Regions from separate parts of the Ovis canadensis genome. Here region 1 is linked to region 2. Evidence: chromatin contacts called from public Hi-C data. All regions are on one chromosome and are shown on one strand. Each heading gives the region's core, a stretch centred on a gene start, on an enhancer-like site or on the middle of the called end of the contact. The rest is flanking DNA. Distances are from core to core; before and after follow the strand shown. Region 1 has its middle 66 kb from the start of FOXO6. Region 2 has its middle 35 kb from the start of SCMH1.

Region 1 (6,509 bases), core at 3,926-6,425, 160 kb after region 2:
CTCTTTGGGGTGAAGGAAATGTGTTAGAGCTCAACAGGGTGGCAGTTACATGGCATCCACACAGGGCCTGTGCACAGAGCTGTTCACTAAATCCAGTGGTCTTTATGGAGGCTTGGGAGGAAGAAAACAAAAAGCAGGCGCCTGCTCTGAGTGGGAGGGGAAGCTGGAAGGGCCAGTAGCTGTGGCCTCTCCTGGGTGAAGAGGACCAGGATGGGGAGAAGCTGGTGGAGAATTCTACGGAGGAGTTGCTGATGGGAGCGAAGGCTGGATTCCAGCCCTGGGTGGCGGGGGGGAGGGGTTCTGAGGACACTCAAGGGAGGAAGCAGTAAAGATTTTGGGAGGCTCAGGGATCCCTGGGCACCTTGTCTTGGGAAGAACCCCCAGCCCTACCCTCCCCTTCCTTCCCCCCAGCCCCCCTAGAAGTCAGCAGTGGTAGGAAGGCACAGACCCAGGGCACTAGCTAAATCTGCAGAATGCCTGGCTCCCCATCTGCTGATCTGCTGGGGGTGGAAGGGAGTCCCCGCATGTACATGTTCACAGGACTCCCCGGGGACCCGACTTTGTCAGGCTGCAGGCCAGTGTTAGGAAATCACAGCCTGAAGTTCTCTCCAACACTTGGCTTCTGGGATTCCAGATCCCGAGATCCTCAGGGTGTGAAGAATTATTTCAGCTCACAGCTCATCCCTCCTCTGACCTGGAGAAGCCGAGTCCCAGAGATGGGAATCACTTGCCCTGGCCTCACAGGCAGCTCGCGGCCTGAGCTGTAACCGTGTCTGGGTGGCTGGGCCAGGATCCCAGCCCTGAGAGGCTGGCTGGGTCATGTGGCAGAAATTTCCAGCTGTCAGGGGCCTCGGGAGAGATGGGTGAGGCCTGCGGGTGGGCACAGGGAGGCTGGCAGCTGTGGGTGGAGGCTCCCCCCACCCTCCAGGTGCCCTAGGTCTTGAGGTTGGTTGGAGGTCACCTCAGGTAGGTGGGCTGTGGCTCACCTCCTGCCTCTGCAGCCCAGAATGGGAGCCCCTGGGTGGGCAGGGTGCTCCTGAACTCCAGGGGAGGGGGCTCTGGCTTGGCCCAAGGTGTGGGAGGCTGTTATGTAGATGGGACCCCCCAAAACGTCTGCCTTCAGGGCCTCACTAGGATGTGAGTGACGCAGGTTGAGCTGTCAAGGTCTCTAGCCATCAGAGAACAGGGTGAAGGTGAGAGTGCCCACCGCCAGCCCGGGCACCGTGCCCACTGACCCCTGCAGCCTCGGGCCCTCTGCCCCAGGCAGTAGCTTGCTCCTGGTCCCATCTCTGTCCCAGTAGCCTTCCCCTTTCTCTCCTCCTTCCCTTCTCTCCCTGTCCCTGCCCTGGGGGCTTTGGCTCGGTGACTCCCCTTCCATCCGGACCCAATGGGGACAAGGAGACCTGGTTTGAGCCTCAGCTCATGCCCAGCTCATACCCTCCCCTGCCATCACAGCTCCTGAGCTCTGTGACCATGGACAAGTGGCCAAACCTCTCGGATTCTCTGTTTACTTATCTTCAGAGTGCAAGCCATAGACCCTATCTCCTGAATGGATTGAATGCTGGTTGAGCACTTATCCTGTGCCAGGCACCGCGTGGCTGTGTTGCATGAATTATCTTAACTGTTTGGGGTAGCTATCATCATCACTCTCATTTTGCTGAGGCTCAGAGGAGGAAACGGAGGCCCAGAGAGAGGGCGCCTCCTTGTTCCTGATCGTGCACCTATTTGTGCAGAGCTGAGCTCTGGAGTTTCAAGATCTGTGTTCTTTGCCAGGCACCAGGGAATTGGGGGAGGGTGCAGGGCCGCGGGCAGAGGTGTGACCTCACCAAGCCAGAGGTCAGCGAGACCGGGACCTGGGTCACATGCATAAACACAAGTTAAGATGCTGCGTTTTGGAGTCAGGCCTGAGTCTCCTCACCTGTGGAACGGGCAAGGGGGAACCCTCCCTTGGAGAGGCCGTGATTGGTAAAGGGCAGAGCTTGGGATCAAATCCAGCCTCCCACACGCTCGCCTGCCCCAAACAAGAAGGACTTTGGGGTTGCTTCCGTTGAGATGGGGCACAATCCTGCTTTATGGAAATGGTTGCATACATAAGCAAATATTGGCAAATTTAATCCCATTTTTCCTACAACACTATTACAAATCCTGAGATCTCTGCCCAAGGAATGAAAATGCCTGCACACATCATTCGAAGTCCCCACTCCAGGCCCTGAACTTCCCTCTTCTGAGTCATGCTTCGGAAGCCCATCAGAAGAAGTAGCAGCTTAGAGTGGGGCCCGGGCTTGGCCCAGATCGCACAGCGCAGGGTGGCCGAGGTCCCATCCTGTCTCACCCCACATGGCTTTCCCTCTCCCTGGGGCCTGAAGCGAGGGCAAAGCTGGCTCCCCGACCCTGAGCAGCTGCCTTCATTAGCATTTTGGGATGTACCCACCCAGGTTGCCATGTGTGGCTGAGGAGTTCACAGCTGCAGGTTCTAACTCACCCTAATTGACCCTGCAGAGAATCCTCCCAACTCCAGGGCTTTTACAGCTTATTGGAGCTTTATTTTGGTTAAGAAAAATGGCGCATTTATGCCAAACGTGCAGTGTTATAAACTGATGCTGCTTTGACTCACTGCAAAAAAGGCTCTCGTGCTGAGCGGCCGGGGCTGTAGCGCTCCCCTGTGTGGCCAGGCCCTGGGCTCAGACATTCCCCCAAGAGCCCCATCTTCTAGAAGAAGTAGCTGAGGTTTGGAGAGGGCCATGGTGACAACAGCAGCTGGCCTGTACTGGCCACTTACTGTGGTTGAGCTCTGGGCTAAGTACTTCGCAGACAGAAAGTAAATAGCCCACGGTCTAGATGCTTGTCACCATCCGGTCCAAAGGCCAGCTTGGCCAGGAAGAAGACGTTCCGGGCAGAGCCCATGAGCTTGTTCTGTTTATGGTGAATCTGAGGCTCTTGTGGGATCTCCAGAAAGGAGACCTTGGCTCAGGGGCTGATCAGCTGTTCACCCTGGGCAACTTTCTCTGTGCCTTGGTGCCCCCATCTGCAAAATGGGGATAATAATAGTACTTCCTTCATGAAGTTATGTGTCATGATTAAGTGACTTGGATGGGGTTGACCCACACTGAAGAGGCAGTTGGATCCTTGGGCATGGAGACTGGCCTTGGTGAGTTTGGGAACATTGGTACCGGGGCAGGGGGGTGGTGGTGTGGGATGATCATGTGGGGCTAGAAGAGAGCTCCATCCTCTGCAGGACAGGATGGCAGAGGGACCTACCGGGGGAGTAAGGAGCAGCCAGGAGGACCTTCACTAGGGCGTGGGGCCGTGGAGCCGAGCTGTGGGCGGGAGAGCAGGGCGCAGCTGTCTGGCCCCAGCCTGGGCTGGGAGCCCAATGCTCTCAGGATGTACCATGAGTGAGTGATGAGAAGAATTTTGGTGGACTATGGTGCAGAGGGCAGGGGGCTGAGGAGGCAGAGATGAACGGACAAGTAATGCTTGAAGAGCTCCACCAGGCTGGGGAGAAGAAATGGGGCCCAGCTGGAGCCATGTGCAGGGCTAAGAAAGTAGCTTGAAAGATCATTATCAAGAGGTGAGTGTGTTTGTTGATGAAAGGAAGAAGTGGGGAGAGACGAGGCAAGGGAGGGGGACCCTGGGGCCTGGGGACAGCTGGGATCCTCTAGGAGGAGTGTTGTGGGTCTGCCCCAGGCTGGGCCTTTGCAGAATGGGGTGGGAGAGTTTTGAGGGCTCCCGCGCTCAAGACTCTGGATGCAGAAAGGTCCCTCGGGGTGTAGGCTGGATAGGGAGGGAGTCCAGGAGGAGGAAAAGGGGGTGAGATGAGGTCAGAGAGTGGGGTCAGGAGAGTGAAGCCAGCCCAGCCGGGAAGGGTGGAGGATGGTGGACAGAGAAGTGGGTGGGAGCGGGGGAAATATCAGGGGGTGGTGCTGGGGGCAGGCAGTGTCCGGGGTGGGGATGGCTGGGAGAGTGCAGAGGAGGAGAGGGCTGTTGGTGCTGTTGGACCTCAGAACTGAGGGGCAAGGGGTGGCTGGGTCACAGGGGTACGAAGAACGTCACCTGGGGGTCCTTGAACGGGGAAGTCTGATTCTCACCACTACTGGCACGAATGAGGGGGAGAAGCCTCCTCCACGGCCCCAGGCTCCCTCTGCACCCCACTGTCAGTGGCTGCTGGTGGACAGAGGTGGCCGCCACAGCCTGAGTCCTGCTTCTAGAACCGCACAAGAGGCCCTGAGGGGCCAGGAGGGTCAGGGAGCACTGGGGCTGGCCTCTCACTGCCCCATTAGGGGAAGAAGGTCTCAGGGGGGCACAGTTAGGTCCTCGAGGTGCCTTGAGGCACAGGTGCCAGCCCTGGGCTCGGCTCCAGGCTGGCGATGCAGAAGGCAGCAGGCTGGGGCCCTGGCTGGTGCCCCCACTCCCTCCAGCCAGGCTCTGCTCAGTCTCTGGAGGCCCAATGGACTGTGCCCGGTGTACCCAAAGGGTGGTGACCCCGCCGTCTCTAGTCCCCATAGAACCAAGGAAGCCCTAGGGGGTACCCATCCTGAGAGAAAGGGCAGGAAGGCTGGTGGAGGGCTTGGCTCCATGAACACCCACAACCAATCACGACCCATTGGCGATTCCTTGATGAGCCCACCATGCCTTTGTGATGACTGGGTGCTAGAGGGTGCTGGGAACCGGCCTGGACTCGCCCTTGGGGTGCCCACTCCTCCTACCCACATGGGGCCAGTTTCTCCCAACTCATGAGCTCCCCCTGGGCCCAGAATGGGAGGCCAGCAAGGGCCACTGTGCTACATTTTTCCTTGCAGCTCAGCTCCGTGGTTACTCCCCTCAGGAGACCCTGACACCCCTGACTGGTCAGGGGCCCCCGGCCCTGAATGAGTCACGGGCACCTTGTCTGTCTCGCCTTGGGTGGTGGTCAGTCCATGAGGCCGGGCCTGGGGTTCACCTCTGCCCCAACTGAACAGGTGGGAAAGCTGCTGGGTGAACAGGAGGGGACGGAGGTGGCCAGAAGCTCCTTTGGGAAAAACAGTTTCCCCAGGACATAGCGTGGTGAGGGGAGGGGTGGATTCTGGGGCCAAAGTACTGGAACTAAGCTTTGTGGCCGCTGGCAAGTTCTTAACCTCTCTCATGCCTTCCTCCGTCATCTGTGAGTCAGAGGATGAGGCTGCCTCGTGGGTGTGTAAAGGGCTGGGACCTCTTATTCATCACTGTGATTGCCCAGAGAAGGGTCTGGTCTTCATGGCGCAGGGTGACCTGGGGGAGCCAGAATCAGGCGTGGTCCCTGCCCTGAGGACTTGAGTGCTGCTAACCCCCTGTGAGTTGGTGCCAGGACTCTCTCCAAAGCTCTGCCAGCACCCAGCACCAGAGGGAATAACTTGCTCCATGCCGACCGCTGTGTGACTTAGGCAAATCACTAAACCTCTCTGAGTCCATTCTCTCCATGGGTAAAATACATCACCATTATCATTCAATTAGTGTGTTCCTGCGCTTACTCTGCAGATGTATACTGAAGCAGGTAGTGTTGCCGTCAGATAAACAAAGAGCTAAAGTGTGGATGGGGCTTTGCCTGGGGGGTGGACGCAGGTAGCTGCATCCCACGCCCCCGGGATTCAGTCCCAGCTCCCAGGCCCCCTCCCAGGCACAGCTCCACCGCGGGCCTCAGCCCTTGGCTCCCTGCAAGGTGAGGCTCGGGCGCCCTCTTGTGGCCGCAGACCTCGGAGCGCCGCCCCTCCCGAGGGTCCAGAATCCCTGTTGCTGGGTGTTTTGAGCGGAGGGAGGAGCCCTGGGCACCATCCCCACCTCCCGCCACGCATGGACTGCCCAGAAGAGGCCCCGGAGGCCCTGGAAGTGCTGCAGCCTGTTCTGGCCCCACTGTGAGCGGAGGGTGGCCCTGGCCTCCTCCAGCCTGGCATCCTCACCCTCCTGCCCCTCCTCTGTCCTCTCCTCTGCCCAGACCACCCTCCTAGAGGCTGCCTCTTCCTGGCAGGACACCCCAGGGCAGCCCGGGCCCAGCATCCCAGCTAGCTGGTGGGCAGGCCCTGGAAACTAACAGCTGGTGCGAGTGGGCGATCGGCAGCACTGCCAGGCCCAGGCGCTCGCCAGCTGGCGGCCACCACTCCACCCTGCACCCCCACTTTAAGCAGCCCTGCCCAGTGGGGTGCTGTGGCCCCCTGGGCTGCTCCTTGCAGTCCCGAGTGTGTTAGGCTCAGATGCCTCGTGATGCAGGCAGGGCACACACCCTCTTGGAACCTCAGAAAACAGGTCCTGAGCTTTCTTCTTAGGCTCAAGCGGAGCCTGGCTGCACCGAGGGGTGTGTAATACTGGACCAGCCTAGGGGCCCTTCTGGCCCTCAGCCCATCTGAGCCGCAGGCGGCTGCGTGTGTTGTGTGCGTCTCTACGTGGCCGTGTCCCCTGTGTGAATGGACTGCATCCATTCATCCATCAAACGTAACTCGAGCCTGTCCCAGGCTCTACTCCTACTCACAGGTAGAGCCAGGCCAGAGAACCGCCAGGGG
Region 2 (6,109 bases), core at 777-3,276:
AAGGAGATCAGTCCTGAGTGTTCATTGGAAGGACTGATGCTAAAGCTGAAACTCCAATACTTTGGCCACCTCATGTGAAGAATTGACTCATTGGAAAAGACTCTGATGCTGGGAGGGATTGGGGGCAGGAGGAGAAGGGGACAACAGAGGATGAGATGGCTGGATGGCATCACCGACTCGATGGATGTGAGTTTGAGTGAACTCCGGGAGTTGGTGATAGACAGGGAGGCCGGGCGTGCTGTGACTCATGGGGTCTCAAAGAGTCGGACACGACTGAGCAACTGAACTGAACTGAACTGATATGCTTCAGAGTGCTGTCTCTTGTATTATGTATGGGGATCCATTTTACAGATGAGAAATCTAGGCCCAGAAAAGTAAAGTGACTTGCTTACAGCCACACAGCTGAAGGGCAGAGAGCACTACCTTCTCAGCCATACTCTCTTCAAATCCTTCGGTTGGTTTCTGTTCAGGCTTCTATTCTCCAGGAGGATTTCTGCTTATGCAAGAATTTCTATTTGGATTGTAACCCATAGGTAATTACATAAACTATAGGTAATGACATATGGTTTTCCAGTAGTCATGTATGGATGTGAGAGTTGGACCATAAAAAAATTGACTGAAGAATTGATGCTTTTGAACTGTGGTGTTGGAGAAGACTCTTGAGAGTCCCTCGGACTGCAAGGAGATCAAACCAGTCAATCCTAAAGGAAATGGACCCTGAATATTCATTGAAAGGACTGATGCTGAAGCTGAAGCTCCAATACTTTGGCCACCTGATGTGAAGAACTGATTGATTGAGAAAGACCCTGATGCTGGGAAAGATTGAAGGCGGGAGGAGAAGGAGACAACAGAGGATTCTCAAGATGGTTGGATGGCATCACTGACTCAATGGGCATGAGTCTGAGTGAACTCTGGGGGTTGGTGATGGACAGGGAGGCCTGGTGTGCTGCAGTCCATGGGGTTGCAAAGATTCGGACACGACCAAGTGACTGAACTGACTGAATGGTGTATTAGGGCTTCCCAGGCGGCTCAGCAGTGAAGAATCCGCCTGCAATGCAGGACACATGGGTTTGATCCCTGGGTCAGAAAGATCCCCTGGAGGAGGGCAGGGCAACCCATTCCAGTATTCTTGCCTGGAGAATCCCATAGACAGAGAAGCCTAGTGGGTTACAATTCATGGGGTTGTGGAGTCCGACGCAACTGAAGCGACTTAGCATATGACACTTCACACTTAGAGATAACTTTTCTGACTACAAGAATAATAATATGTGATCTGTTTCTTGCTAACTTTATCTGGGTAACTTTTTATGTCCAAATTATTACAGATTCATAGGAAGTTGCAAAAATCATACAAAGAAGTCACATGACCCTTCGCCTAGTTTCCCACGGTGTTGCCATATCAAAGTCAGGACACGGACAGTACCTGTGTGTAGTCTGTATTGTTTTATCTCAGGCCCAGGTTTCTGCAAGCACTGCTGCTCTCAAGGCAGAGAACTATTCCAGCACCACATAGAAATCTCTTCAGCTACTTGTAGAACCACTCCTATCCACTTTCCTCCCATGATCCCTCGCCCCGGGCAATTATGACTCTTCTCCCCATTTCCACAATTTTGTCATTTCTAGGGTGTCATATAAATGGAATCATGCAGTAACCTTTGGAGACTGATTTTTTTTTCGCTTAGTGAAATGCCTTGAAATCCATCCAGTTGTTGCACGTAGTGATAGTTGGTTTCTTTTTATTGTTAAGTAGTATTCCATCTGTGGACAGTTTTTTTTTTTAATTGCAAATACAGAAAATATGCAAATGTTTGTATACAAAATATACAAAAATATATACAGAAAAAAACCCCAAACACCCAGATTAGGGTGAGGGTGGGGGAGGTCTCCTGACTTCCTTTTTGCCCAGATAATAGCCTGAGAAACCCAGGGCCGACCGTCTGCAGACGCGGAGGCCAAGGCATGGAAGACCGCTCCCTCTTCTCAGCTCTGTGGGACTCCATCTGGCTGCTGCTGACTCTCCCCTTGCATCTCTGTCTCTTTTCTTTTTTCCCCTCTCTTTCTCCTCGCCCTGTGTGTCTCCATCTGTCTCTGAGTCATTCTCCCTCTTTTTCTCAAACCACAAAACATGGCTAAATGCAATTTCCATTGAGTGCAGAATCTTGTGTCTGTACTTCATTATTCTGTCTGGATTTGTACATGTTTTCAATTGCATAATTCCCCTCCTTCCTCATTTTCTCCCCAAGACTTTCTCCCACATAATATGAGCATTTGGGGGCCAGCTTTTGACAGTTCTGCCTTTGAATGCTGTAAAAAGTAGAGTGAGTGCCTCTTTCAGTCCTGCGCCACCAGGGAAGCTTGGTTGGCAAGTTCCCCGGGGTTCCTGCTGGGCTTTGTCCCTTAGGCCAGTCCCTGGGGAGGGAGGCCCCTTTATCCACTCCTGAGAAGGCCAAGGCTTCAGCTGTAGCACTGGCCTTGGAAGAGCTCAAAGAGCATCCTGATGGCCAGCTCTAGACCTTCCACCTGCCGGTGACCACGACATCAGGTTCAGATTCCCCTCTCTGCTCTTTAGGGCCTTTAACATTTGGACTGAACCTATTCATTTATTCTTTCAGCCAGAAAGGCTGGGCAGTACACTAGCTTCTTGCTCCAGTAGCCATCACGGTTCTGAAACGGGTTGATAAATAATAACCTAAATATCTAACAAGAAGAGAGTAACTCAGTATGTTGTAAGATATCCTAAAGGAACAACAATTACAAAATCATTAAAAAGTCGTAGCTTAGAGAGTTTTCAGAGTGGGGCGATACTCATGATATGCTGTGACAGTCCTAATGATGTAAAGATACACACAGGCATGGAAAAATGACTTCAAGAAAAGGCACCAGAGTGTTAACAGCTCTTATTTCTGGATTGTGGGATTATAGATGACTTTTAAAATTTTTCTTAATGTTTGCAATAAGCACATTTTATCTTTATAATCAGAAACAAATATGCATTATTAAAACTACATGAACTCTGCTGGATAAAAAGTCATTTCCACAGCTTTCTGCTCAAGTGTTGGAGGGCTTCCGTGTCTATCCTCCCCCGGAACTCCGAGGGGAGGGCAGACCCCTGTCCAGGCATCTTTCCTCCAGCTCACGCCTCCACTGCTGTGCCAGGGGCGGGGGGCGGGAGTGGAGGTAAAGCGGTCTGCATCGTAACCGTGTGGCTACCCTGTTCCCACCCCAGCTGTGGTGACAAACGGAGTTTGCAGAGTGGGCAGGTCCTGCCTGATGTCTCTGCATCTCTGCATTGCACTTCTGAAGTCAGGTGCTGCCCCACTCCCCGGATGCAGTGTCCTTGGTCCTCCTCAAAGTGGATTAGACAACCCCCGTGGCCCCTGTGTACCCAGCACACAGCCTTCAGAAGAGCAGCCACGCAGTCTTGACCTGGCAGCTGGGAGCTGGCAGGGACATGAGCCTTCCAGACGTATCTGGGTAGCCCAGAGGGTCCCTGGTTCTAGCTCATTGTACTGGAAAGAACACGGAGCTCTAGAAATCCACAACTCTGCCATGAACCCCTGCGTGAGAGGAGAGAACCCAAGAGAAGGCTCCCATTTGCCATATGGAAAGTTACCTGCAGTTGTGTGGGGCACAGTTTTTTGACCGTGGGATTTTTGAGCCAGTTCTGTGGGCAAGCAACTGTCACCTGTAGTCTGGCTGCCACAGGGATGGCTTGGGGCTGGGTTCCGGAGCCAGTCTGCCTTGGTTCCTATCCTAGCTCCACCACCTCTGGCAAGTTTCTTCCCTTCTCTGTGCCTCGGTTTCTCCAACTGAAAAGTGGGGGTAACGATAGTACCCACTTCCTAGAGTCATTGCCAAGGTTAAGAAGCTGATTCGTGCAAAGGCGGAGAACAGTGCCTGCCTCAGAGTAGGCTGCAGTGAATGTTAGCTATTATTCTTATTATCCTGCCATGCGTTCATGGGGCATGGGAACATTAGACATCGGGGCTCTCCCAGGAAGACCCAGATGTAAGTCTCTGATGAATGCCAAATGAGGATTACCAACGAAAAGCTCTGCCTCCACTCCATTCCTGAGTTGGGTGGGGTATAGAGAAATACAGGCTGGGCAGGGAAAATGGATCTGGCTTCGTCAGAAATGGTAGAATCCCAGCCAGGGCAGGGAGTCCATGCATGGGGGTGGAACAAGAGATAATTTTCAATCTGTGCTTGCAATGCCTGTCTATTTACAGACGCTATTTTCTTATACCACCCTGCAGGGCAGGTTCACATTAGGTGAGGAAACTGAGAAGGCTCAGATTGGGCCGTGACTTGTTCTGTACCCTGCACCTGGGACGGTTGGAGCTGAGATTTGAATCCAGGGCATGCCCGTTTATGTGGACCTTTGCTGGCCCTTGCCTGGGCCAAGGAAGCCTCTGTTCCAGGCTGGGGGTGGTCAGGGCTGAGGTCTGAGAGGGGACACCTGGCGGGGAAACCCAGCCCCAGGAGTGGTGCTGGGCAGCCACAGGGGGAAAGAGCAGAAAGTAGGTCGGTCAGGCAGGAGACAGAGCGTGAAATTAACAAGCACATGGGGCTGGTGGAGTCACCTTCCAGGAGGGTGAGCAGGAAGAATGCAGTCCCTGGGCGGGGTGGGGATGAGGCAGGGGGTGCTGAAGGGCTGGAGCAGGTGGGGGAAGTAGGTTACCCTACCAGTGTTTTCTTTCTTTGCCTGGCACTGGGGGGGGCAGGATGGGAAAATGATGGGGGAGTAGGAGGGTAGAGAGTGGCAGGTGGGGCCGCCAGATACAGGCTCCCTGAGGGCAGGACCATGTTTGCTTTCTTCATGGCTGACGGATCCTTTTTCTTGGCTGCATCGGGTCTTGGTTGTAGCACGTGGGTTTTTTTGTCGCATGTGCCAGTTTAGTTGCCCTGCGGCATCCTTGACCAGGGATCGAACCTGCATCCTCTGCATTGGAAGGCGAGTTCTTAACCACTGAACCCCCCCTAGGGAAGTCCCCATGGCTGACCAACTCTTGCTACCTAGGACAGTAGCCACATACAATGAGCATATCTGAATGTATATCTGTTCAGAAATAGCTCTGCTATGTATACTATCAGTGACTTGGGGAAATAAGGCTTTTGTTCCTTGTTGGTACTGAGGAGCTTCACCAGAATTTGGTAGCATTTGCTGAGTACCTGCCGTGTACTAGCCCCAAGCTAGGTGCTGGGGACACCAGCATGTACAAGATACACGTCTTCCCTTACAAACTTCACCATCCAATGGAAAGACAGGTTAGCAAATGATTGTAATACTATGTGCTAAACATGATGCCTAGTTGAGACACAGAGAAGAGACAGTTCTGCTGGGAGTGTGCTCAGAGTACAGCTTCTTAGAGGAATGACTCAAAAGGTGGATTGAAGGTTGAGGACAGGCCCATATTATGACTTTCATGGGTCCTAGGCATTTTTGTCTTCATGTGCCTCTTCCTACACACACACACACACTCTCTCTCACTCATGTGTGTGCATGAACAAATGCCAAGTAAGCACTATTTTTTAAAACTATATATTTATTTGGCTGCACAAGGTCTTAGCTGCGGCATACAGGATCTTTGATCTTAGCTGTGGCATGTAGGATCCAGTTCCCCTACCAGGGATCGAACCCAGGTCCCCCACATTGGGAGCACGGAGTCTTAACTAACGGATCACCAGGGAGGTCCCTATATTACTAAAATTAAATAATGCATAAATGATGCCCACACACATATAATTTAAACAGTGTATTTTGTGACCTTGCCGGCATAAACACAAATTATTAATGCTACATATTAAAGCATTTTCTTTGATCTAAAAGTTCATTTATTTCCTTCTCATTTTAAGAGAAGTAAAAACGTTTCCGTGGATCCCTATACGTGCTATCCCTATAAGACATGATGGTGCCTGCTATGCCTAACAGACCAGCTGGTCCAGGTTGAGAAGGACTTGGCTCAGCTCAGCAGATGGGCAAAGCAGGCACAGTAGAAGGAGCAGCTCATGCTCACAGAGGAGCTCTTTCCAGCAGGAGCACGTTGTCCTGTGAGGCGGGACACTGAGTGTTTGGAAAGACTGGCAGGAGTTGGAATAAGAAATGTTG

What was found. Hi-C and Micro-C count contacts between places; a contact is called where the count stands out from the background.
Region 1: a contact with region 2 is called in a Hi-C map of fibroblasts, with 4 times the contacts expected there. The contact joins two enhancer-like sites. A contact is called at or near these places in 2 of 2 Hi-C or Micro-C datasets (fibroblasts and lung).

Annotation. Positions count from the first base shown.
Region 1 is chr1:16,638,791-16,645,299 of ARS-UI_OviCan_v2, forward strand. No RefSeq gene overlaps it. Among named protein-coding and RNA genes, the nearest start is that of FOXO6, 66 kb to the left of the region's middle. Within about 2 kb of position 5,176, the one cell type or tissue checked has open chromatin away from gene starts, as enhancers often do. A contact at or near this core is called in fibroblasts, where this site is marked.
Region 2 is chr1:16,480,630-16,486,738 of ARS-UI_OviCan_v2, forward strand. No RefSeq gene overlaps it. Among named protein-coding and RNA genes, the nearest start is that of SCMH1, 35 kb to the left of the region's middle. Within about 2 kb of position 2,027, the one cell type or tissue checked has open chromatin away from gene starts, as enhancers often do. A contact at or near this core is called in fibroblasts, where this site is marked.